3 separate regions of the Sus scrofa genome follow, and all the other regions are linked to region 1. A link is a contact called in public HiChIP or PLAC-seq data. All regions are on one chromosome and are shown on one strand. The core of a region is the stretch at or near the end of the contact, and the rest is flanking DNA. Distances in the headings are between cores, read along the strand shown.

Region 1 (3,214 bases), core at 367-2,866:
AGTATGTACAAGTGACCCTTAAAAGTCTCTCTTGGAGTTCCTGTTGTGGCTCAGTGGTTAGCAAATCTGACCAGGAACCAAGAGAGTGCAGGTTCAATCCCTGGCCTTGCTCAGTGGGTTAAGGATGCGGCGTTGCCATGAGCTGTGGTGTAGGTCACAGACATGGCTTGGATCCTGAGTTGCTGTGGCTGTGGCATAGGCCGGTGGCTACAGCTCCAATTGGACCCCCAGCCTGGGAACCTCCATATGCCGTGGGTGTGGCCCTAAAAAGGAAAAAAAAAAAGTCTCTCTCTAGTCCTGACCTCCAAACTCCAGCTGATTTAACACCTTCTGAGGAATAGATTCACATACTCTGAAACTTTCAATTTCAACAGGCACAAAAACATTTTTTGCTTCATTTGCTTTCTTTTACAGTGAAAAAAAAGAGAAGGGCCTACAGAGACACCAGCAGATCACCTCTGATGTTTGACTACTGACTGAAATGTGTCATTTTCATTTTATTGAATTTGAACTTAAGTTTAAGTAACCTATCAGTGAAGCCTGTGGCCTGGATCCAGTAAAAGAATAAAGTTCCACGGAATGCTTTCTTCAGAAACCAGCACTGTGTCTTCTAAGAAGTGCAGTGAATGCCTTGGCCACTATCAATGATGTCTGGCACTCTGAAGGAAATAAGAAACGTCCTGAGGAGACCTTGTGTTATGGTTGGTGACCGCCACTCTAATGGCAAATAGCATGTAGCTTTCTTGAGAATACCTAGAAATTTTCCTCAGAACTACGCTTCTATTAAATATACTTTGGAAACATATCTTCCAATTGTCCTCCAAGATGGCGGATACCAATATATACTTGTAATGAGTGTTTACAGCAAACCTTAAAAAGATTCTTTGAATGGTATCTGACTCACAGTAGGAATGCAATAATTATGCAGGGGAAAAAGCCTGAGAGTCAATGATTCCATAACTAAAAGTTTAATGTTTGGTAGCAGACATTTACCTAGGATACAGAAAGCATTACCAGTCATACTTGATACCAAATACACATAACTGACTTGAATAAATTAGTAAATGTGACCCGAAGGCCTCTTTCTGTTTTGCTTCTTTTCCCTTCAACTGAAGAAGCACACTAGAGCCAAGAATGGGCTTGAACCTCTGCTCTTATAGTCTCCGTTTCTTGCGCAGGTAGTGTGGCTGCTGGAGACAGTTTCAGACTGCAGTCAATGAAGTGGAGCAGAATTGTTTTTGTTAATTGTTTTTGTGCATATCCTTCTTAAGTATCACTCCGTTGTAAGCTTTTTCCAGAGAAGAACCCTGTCTCCTTCCATTACATCCTGTTTCCAGCATTTGCCCGGCACTCAGAAGGTGCCCAATAATGTGAGAAGATTACAACCCTTGAAACTCCCCCTTGGGAGGTGAGGCTGTCAATCAAGCTTCCCCAGCAGATGAGCCCAGAGCTCCTGCCCTTGAGCCCGTGGCCTTGGGCCAGGAAGGTTCTACTGTGCTGCTGTCAAGTTTTCCACTGTGTCCTCAGTTCAGCCTCAAATGGCTGATATTGCTGTCCTCACACTATTTTTAGTCATAGATCAGTTATCCCTGACACGCAGTGATGAGGATTAACGAAATGCACCCATATGCATCTCTGAAGCCTGAGCATGTGTGTCCCTAGCCCAAAGTAGTCTTGGGCAGTTCTGGGTAGGATTAGCAGGCTTAGTTTTTTTTTATTGTCTCCTTCTACTCTCCTGGCAGAGAGAGATCCGGGCCAGAACCACTCCTAATTTGTTTAAGGAATTTGCTAGGAGACTATTCTAAACTACACATCGGACCTCGGTTTTGTCCCATTCAGAACCTTGCAGCCCCCAAGGCGGCTGGGAGAAGTTTTCCTTCTGCTGACAGGAAGGGGCCAGCTGAACGCCATCCCGATTTTACGAGAACACAGAGTAACAGGTCACGCTGTGGGGATGTCCCCACCAATCTCCCATGTGGCGAAGGTTCCACATGCCTGGGGCAGGGAATTTTGAAATGCCCCATGCCAGCTGGGCAGGCTGTGCATGACAGACTGGACACCATCGTAATCACATCATGTCCTGAAACTTCAGCCCTGATTACTCTGATCTTTATCCTCCTTTGACCTGAGATGAATGCAAGGGATGGTCTTTAAATGACCCCGTTGTTTTCAAACTCTGGTACAGTGTTGACTTGGACTTCCCCAGGGGCAGCAAATCATACCAACTGACTGGAGCTTGTCCGACCTATTTAATTATTTTAACTGGGGGCGGGAGGTGGGGTCTCTTCGCTTCATCCAGTGACCCTTGATTTTTGTCATGGGGAGGTATTCAAGACTTTAATAGGGGGCATTAGAGACTTTGTGCGAGTTTTTGTAAAATCAGTTGTCCTCTATGAGAAATCCTTCTTCCTGCTTGGTGCTTAAGTATCTGGGTTTGTTTCAGGGCCCTCTTATTCTCTGCAGAGACTTTGCCATCGGCTTAGAAACACTGGGGGACAAGAGCCTGACACGACGGTCTCATATCTTCTTCAATGTAATGCCAACATTATTTTAAGATCCTTATTCAGAAGGTTAGAACCTCTTGGGAGATCTCAAGAGCCAACCTGCCATTCTCCTGTCTGTGCAACTCCTCCCTTGCTGTGGTTGTCCAGGGTTCCCAGCAGGAAGGCAACTACAGCCAGTGGTTTTTAGCTCTAGGATTTTATTCTTTTACCATCCTGTCTGCTATCCTGCCCCTGCCTCCTTCCTTGACTGTCCTCTCTGTCAGGATTTCAAGGCTTTAGAAAAACAGCCACCTTCATCATGTTAATAACATCTACAACTACCAAAAAAGGAAGAAAAAAAACACACTAAAATCTTTCTTTGCTCATCAGGCAATAATTATTTATTGAGTACCGAGTATATGGATAGCAACAATGGTTTAGTCTGCCTCCCCTCCATAAATTTTTTTTTCTTTTTTTTTTTTGTCTTTTTGCCTTTTCTAGGGCCACTCCTGTGGCATATGGACATTCCCAGGCAGGGGTCTAATCGGAGCTGTAGCCGCCAGCCTACACCAGAGCCACAGCAACGCGGGATCTGAGCCACATCTGCAACCTACACCACAGCTCATGGCAAAGCCAGATCCTTAACCCACTGAGCAAGGCCAGGGACCGAACCCGCAACCTCATGGTTCCTAGTCGGATTTGTTAACCACTGCGCCACGACGGGAACTCCC
Region 2 (3,262 bases), core at 7-2,506, 460 kb after region 1:
GTTCGGAAAGGAAAGCTGACCAAAGGTTATACAACGAAAGTCAGGCTGAGTCAGGAGTCAGACCCAAGTCTGTCCAACTCCGAAACCTGCATCCCACCCACACCTACCTTCCCACTAGGACTCTAATTCTGTCTTCCCACCTATCTTGGCCTTCAGTTCTCTTTTTTTTTTTTCCTTTTTTCTTTTTTAGGGCCATACCTGCAGCATATGGAAGTTCCCAGGCTATGGGTTGAATCACAGCCACAGCTGCAGGCCTCTGCCACAGCCACAGCAACACAGGATCTGAGCCATGTCTGTGACCTACACCATAACGCATGCCAATGCCAGTTTCTTAACCCAATGAGTGAGGCCAGCAATTGAAAGAACTTGCATCCTCACAGAGACCATGTCAAGTCCTTAACCCGCTAGGCCACAATGGGAACTCCCAGTTCCATTTTAATTACATCCATTCCACACTCTGCCATATGTTCTAAACCTTCTTAAAATGATTGAGCATATTCTAGCAAAAGGAGCTTTATTGTTTTGTTTTGTTTTTTCACAAACTTCTGATTCTGCACACTTATGTCAACCCCAACCTCACACCCCTATCTTTCACCTAAAATCCCTTGGATCATGTTGGTGAGATGTGAGTCCTCTGGGTCCCAGGACTGCCTCCCGTTCCTCATCAGAAGTTAAAATTTCTTATATCAACCCTGTTCTTTGAATCCCATCCTCCCAGGCCCTTCTTTCTATGCAGACCTCATCTTCACCTGGAAGTCATCTCTGCTTCTTTCCACCTTCCTTCAGGTCCATTCTATACCCTCATGTTCTTAGAAGCTGAACACATTGCTGTCAGCTAAGTATGCTTTGGTATGGGAGAACCCTCCAAGTCTCCCTCTAGCTGGAAGCATCTTCAGGTTTGAAACAGACTGCTAAAGTGAGCTGGAGGGATTCCAGGCACAACTTCTGGAGAGAGACTCTGCTAACATTACCACCTATTACCTCAGGGACCTTGGCAACTTAACCTCACTGAGCCTCAGTTTATTTATCTGGAGGATGAAGACGATAATTCTGCTAGGATAAATGTTGTCTCTTACTTATCAGCAAGTGAATCTTAGTGTTGGCGTTTTTGCCCTCTAGGTAAATGAAGGGATAAATATTTGAGAGAGGGGAGCCCTGAAGTTTGTCATGATTTCACACTGTATGAGTGTATGAATCTTGGCAATAAGTAGAAAGAGAATTGCTGAGTTGTAAAGGTCATTACATCCAAGCCAGGCTCAAATGCCAGTCAAGTAGACCAGAAGACTGCCAAACTGGAAAGCTCATGACACCTCTGAAGACAGCTGCCCTATCTGGCCCCATGAAACCGTGGCCTTGATGGTACCACATCTTTGCTTTTTTCCCCAAGAGGTACCAAAATTACAGACTTTTATGTAAAACCTAATTTTTAAATGTTGGCAAATTATTTTCAAATATTTGGCATTTGGCATGGTTACGGCAACGCACCAGCCGTTTGCAACCTCTGGCCTCAAGCTTGAAGCCCCACTCCCCTAGTTACAGAAAGCACTTGTCGCGCTATCACATGCTGTCACCATGATGACAAATAATCCCAGAGATAGGTTAGGAAACTTTATTTATGGAGCACCTCCAGACTGGGAAACCTGCATGTCCACTCAGCTATGCGCTGGAGTCACCCTTTTTTTGCCACAGATATTGATTTACCACAAGACCGCTCCTGTCGGATCCCCCAGAATCTCCAGGTCAAATTCCTGGCCCATCCCAAGATTCCAGGCACTCACCGGTGATCTTATTTATGGTGTCAATTACTAATGGTGCTGAGATTAAGAACCTGGTGAAACAGATGCCAAGCAAGCTGTTGCTAAAATTGTCTATGTATGGCTAGAGGCAAGGAGAACTCTGCCCTGTCCTGCGCATCTGTGAATAGAGGGGGAGGTTATTGGAGCCAGCACCTGATATGTTCACAGTCAGGTCTGCTGAAGCCCACGAGATGACCCATTTGAGGAAACTGGGGCTGGTGGCAGCTGTTGAGTAAGCCTTGCTCATGTGAGGATTATGAAAGAGCTGGAGAGCCTTGATAAGTCACTAAGAGCCAAGTCTATCTTTGGAGTATCCAACAAATTTTCCAGCAGATTCAACCCGTAAAAGCTAGAGCCAAAGGTTATCTAAGATTTAATGCATATAACTGGCCAAATTCATCTTTTTAAAATTATATCAAAGCATTGTTTGGACTGCAAAACAAATAAATCACATAGTAGCAATCTTAATGTGTATCTGTAGAGAAATGGATAAAAATTATAGTGCATCGTCCTATAAAGTAGTATAAAGCCAACTATGGAATAAATGAAAATTTAAAAAAAAATTTTTTTTTGTCTTTTTAGGGCTGCACCCAGAGCATACAGTAGTTCCCAGGCTAGGAGTCCAATCGGAGCTGTAGCTGCTGGCCTATATCACAGCCACAGCAACATGGGATCTGAGCCACATCTGTGACCTACACCACAGTTCACGGCAATGCTGGATCCTTAACCCACTGAGTGAGGTCAGGGATTGAACCCATGTCCTCATGGATACTAGTCAGGTACCACTGAGCCACGACAGGAGCTCCAAAATCTATTTATAGAATAATATATATGGTATCATCTCTTTTTTGGTTAAAAACAAACAAAGAAAGGAAAGAAAGAAAATAAAAACTTATGAGAATATATTATATGTGTAAGTGTGAGTGGATATGTGAGTATGGGGGTTGAATGGGCTTGAGGAAAGCATCTGAAAAGATAACACACTGAAGAATCACTAACAGTATGCCAGAAAAAAATTATCTTTTTGAATAGATGTTGGCATTTTATTTTGTTAAAACAAGCAAGAACCTATTTTGCAAATTAAAAAAGTGAATATATAAAGAAATATTTAACCCTTATCAGATCAGGTCAGCTCATAATTAGTTTAGCACCAATTGTGACTCCAATATGTGCTACTTATCATGAAGAATATAAAAGGAGAACTCTTATACTTGAGTATTATAATCCACTAGGGGGATATATATATACCTTAAGTATATTTAATAAACTATTCAAACCCAAGTAATTGAGTTCTTCTCCTTTCATAAGAGAAAATTATCATTATTTCTATTTTATAGATGACGGAGCCTGAGTCTCAGAGAAGCTGAATGCCAGCAATGAGGGAAGTGAGTTCTGCTTCTAAATCCAGGCATCTTCACTACTGAATGCTTAAAGGTAAATGTCTTAGAGCATCAGGGCTGTGAATA
Region 3 (3,166 bases), core at 640-3,139, 490 kb after region 1:
CCTATCTGAGCTGCAAGAGAAGGGCGATTAGAAATTGGATGAAAAGCACAAAGCAGTGGGAGGAAAAAGTCCACCCTGCCCATCCACAAGAGATGGCTGTGGCTCCATGTTAGCAAAAGAGAGGACACGAGTTCTAAGATTCAGAGGGGCTTGCAGCAGCCCCCTTCACACTGTCAGACCCGAGCCATTTATTCCCAGTGTCAGGAGCTAAGTTGCTTCTCATCTACAAAACGAGAATAAAAAAACTGCTAAGGCTGCCATGAGCAATAAGATGAAATTCTTGTGACGATCTCTTCAAATTGCAAGGGCCATGTGAGTGCTTCATGATAGAGATAATAATTTCACCCCCACCATAATCATGAAGGTAGCCTTGCTTTGGGGGAGGGAGAGAGAAGAGCGGGTGCCAGGTGAAACGCCACTCTGGCGCTGGCACTGGCTCGCTAGCACGAGCGGCGATGCTTAGGTTATTTCTAGAGCTACCTAGTACTCCCCGTTCCAGGAAAGTCGGTGGAACTCGTGGCTTGGCTTGGGGCCGGGGTGCTATATTCAGTTCAGCTCCCACCCCCTCCCCCGCACTCGCTCTGAGCAGAGGCCCTGCCCGGGGCTTTACCTTGCTGCTTTTGCATGGTGGTGAAATCTTCAAAGGTGAGCGTGCGCACCGGGGGTCTCCAGAAGGCATACGTCTCCATGATGGCTTCCAGTCCGGTTCTACAGAAGGAAAAGCCAGCAAAGGAAGTTGTAAATAACCCCAAGAAACACGCCGACTTTTCAAAAAAATTCCTGAGATGGTCTGTCTGAAGTGGTATATGCATAGGCACTGAGACAAATCACCACCAAGGAGAAATAGTCTGGAAGAACACAGGGTACAGGGAGGCCGGAGAAAGGAGAAATTAACCCAATTCAGATTACTTGCAAGCAAGTCATAGCTATGGCGGCATTGCACACTGCCCTTTCTTCAAAGAAGGTGTGGCCTGCATGAAAAAAACATGCACATGTTACGTGTTAAAGGTCAAGGTCGCAGCTGATAGGAATAGAGTGGAGAAGAGAGTAGCACTGATGGTTTCTCTAGCACAGGGCAATGTCATCAGCATTACCACGGGGCCTTGACACAGCCTGTCCCAGAGTCAACTCCACCACCGGGTATGTGGCATCAGTGAAACTGTCACATTGCTGTGCCTTTAAAGGCTTCTTAAATAAGGGGAGACAGGCAGGGCAATAGAGACAGAGGGAGAGGTAAGCAATCAAATACACTGGAGTTTCTGCTGCAACGAGAAATACCTACCTGGAGGCACACAGACCGTTTGGTCCCAGAAGATAGACCTCAAACAAAAAGACTAATACATTTCCGCGAATATTTGTCTGTATCTTACAGTCGAGCTGGTCTTTGAGAGTCATATAATTGGGACTCAAGGAAACATCCAATATTGTACAAGAGCATTACTCTAAGACGTCTGTTTCACTGATTCTGGAAATTCTAGTAATAGAACTATGTGCACACTGCCCAATTTATCCTTCAATAAATTCTCTCTATCATACACACGCACAATGTGCTGATGGACATTGTTTTAACATAATTATCCAGGTAATCTGGATTATCTTAGACACGTTCTTGCTGATATTCCATATCCTCAGAACAGATCACTGATGGGTGCTTTGTTTAAAACTCTGAACACAGCTTCTGATTACTGACTTTTCTTTCAAACTAAGGGCTTCACTTCCAGCTGAGTGGAGGACGGGAAGCTCGGGGACTCTGAGGAAGGCAGGAGAAGGAGGGTAGGGAAGAGCAGGTGGCAGACATCCTTCTACAGCAGTCACCGGAAGGTAACATGGTGTCCTTGCCTGGAAAAGACACGCCTTCCCTCTTGAGATGGAGCTTGGGCTGCTTGTGCTACTAGGTAAGATGTCCCCAACGTTCTTGTCAGTGTGGCACAGCGAGAAGAAAGTGCGAGGCTCTATTTCAAGTGAGAACAAATATCCTTTCCTTATAAATGACTGTAAGATCCCTTGAGGTTCTTCCCTGATGAGCTGCTGATACACTGATTGGCTCTTTGTGTTGGAAATTTTCCTCTCTGAACCAGCCTTACTTGCACAATTAACTTTCTAAAGTCTTCCCTGGAATCTTGGAGGCTTTAAATACACCAATGCTGGCAAATCTAACTCTGTATTTTTAGAAGAGGTGGAGAGGAGAGGGTGTCGCATGGTGTTTATTAGCTGTTAATCTGTTAAAAGTAGGAATAGAAGACATCTCCACATAGTCACCCTGCATTAATGCTGCATACAGTACATGAAACTATTTGTGAAGAGAAAGAGTCCAGGCCATTAGGGAGTTCAGAATAAAAAGGGGATAGGCAGATAAAGCCAGGCAGAGCCTTGATGAATATAAAAAAATAGACAGGCCAGGCTTAGATCTTACTGCCTTGTTTTGGAATGTTGGGGGCTCACCAGAACATCTTAGGATTCCCTTTAATGGCCCGAGAGGCTCACTGCACAGAGCAAGGTCTCTATTGTTCCACTTCCTATTCCATTCTTCCTGGGAACGTGTACCAATGATGGGGACAAAATATTAACTCAAGGTCAAAGAACAGTCCCTTCTCATTTCATAAAGTGATAGACTGTGACATAGCATAAATATACTGGTAGACTGCCAATGTCACATTTACGAAAGGAATAGAAAATGAACTTTGATTTTATTTCCATAACGGGCAAAAAGACGATGGCAAAGATAGCAACAATTTTATTTAAGTAGTCAACTATATATAATGATAGTGACCACCTATCCATGTATCCACATCCGAAATCCAACTGAAATACTCAGTGTAGAATCAATTATAGATTCAAAAGCTGGAAAGGATGTTGGGTGTCATCTACTTTTACTTCCTATGATGCCGTCTTGGATAGAAGGTTATCCAGCCTCTGCTTGAGCATTTCCCAAGGAAAATATGTAGTTTTGGGACAGATCTGTTAGAAAGTTGTTTCTAGATGCTCTGAGAAGGAAATCACCTTTGTGTGGGGCCTGCCCACACAGCATAACCTCAGCCCAATCATGAAAAGACATCTGATGAACGCACATTAAGGAACATTCAACAAAGTCACCCTGCCAAAGTATCAAAGCTACGGAAGGTGAGGAACTGTTCCACCCACAGGAGGAGGAGAAGGAGGAAGGGAA

Evidence for each region. HiChIP or PLAC-seq counts read pairs in DNA pulled down with a chosen protein or histone mark.
Region 2: a contact with region 1 is called in an H3K27ac HiChIP or PLAC-seq map of skeletal muscle, with 9 times the contacts expected there. The contact joins two enhancer-like sites. A contact is called at or near these places in 3 of 47 Hi-C or Micro-C datasets (psoas muscle and skeletal muscle) and 1 of 2 datasets of contacts at active chromatin or transcription factors (skeletal muscle).
Region 3: an H3K27ac HiChIP or PLAC-seq map of skeletal muscle shows a contact between it and region 1. The contact joins two enhancer-like sites. A contact is called at or near these places in 2 of 47 Hi-C or Micro-C datasets (embryonic fibroblasts and skeletal muscle) and 1 of 2 datasets of contacts at active chromatin or transcription factors (skeletal muscle).

The regions. Positions count from the first base shown.
Region 1 is chr4:102,508,058-102,511,271 of Sscrofa11.1, reverse strand. The region is part of intron 3 of LOC110260334 (a long non-coding RNA gene); the gene reads right to left. Among named protein-coding and RNA genes, the nearest start is that of SPAG17, 87 kb to the left of the region's middle. Within about 2 kb of position 1,616, at least 2 of the 83 cell types and tissues checked have an H3K27ac peak or open chromatin away from gene starts, as enhancers often do. A contact at or near this core is called in skeletal muscle, where this site is marked.
Region 2 is chr4:102,048,990-102,052,251 of Sscrofa11.1, reverse strand. No RefSeq gene overlaps it. Among named protein-coding and RNA genes, the nearest start is that of TBX15, 130 kb to the right of the region's middle. Within about 2 kb of position 1,256, at least 2 of the 83 cell types and tissues checked have an H3K27ac peak or open chromatin away from gene starts, as enhancers often do. A contact at or near this core is called in skeletal muscle, where this site is marked.
Region 3 is chr4:102,016,449-102,019,614 of Sscrofa11.1, reverse strand. TBX15 (T-box transcription factor TBX15) reads right to left here. Exons shown (of 12, transcript XM_001926903.7): 10 at 611-708. Among named protein-coding and RNA genes, the nearest start is that of TBX15, 99 kb to the right of the region's middle. Within about 2 kb of position 1,889, at least 1 of the 83 cell types and tissues checked has an H3K27ac peak or open chromatin away from gene starts, as enhancers often do. A contact at or near this core is called in skeletal muscle, where this site is marked.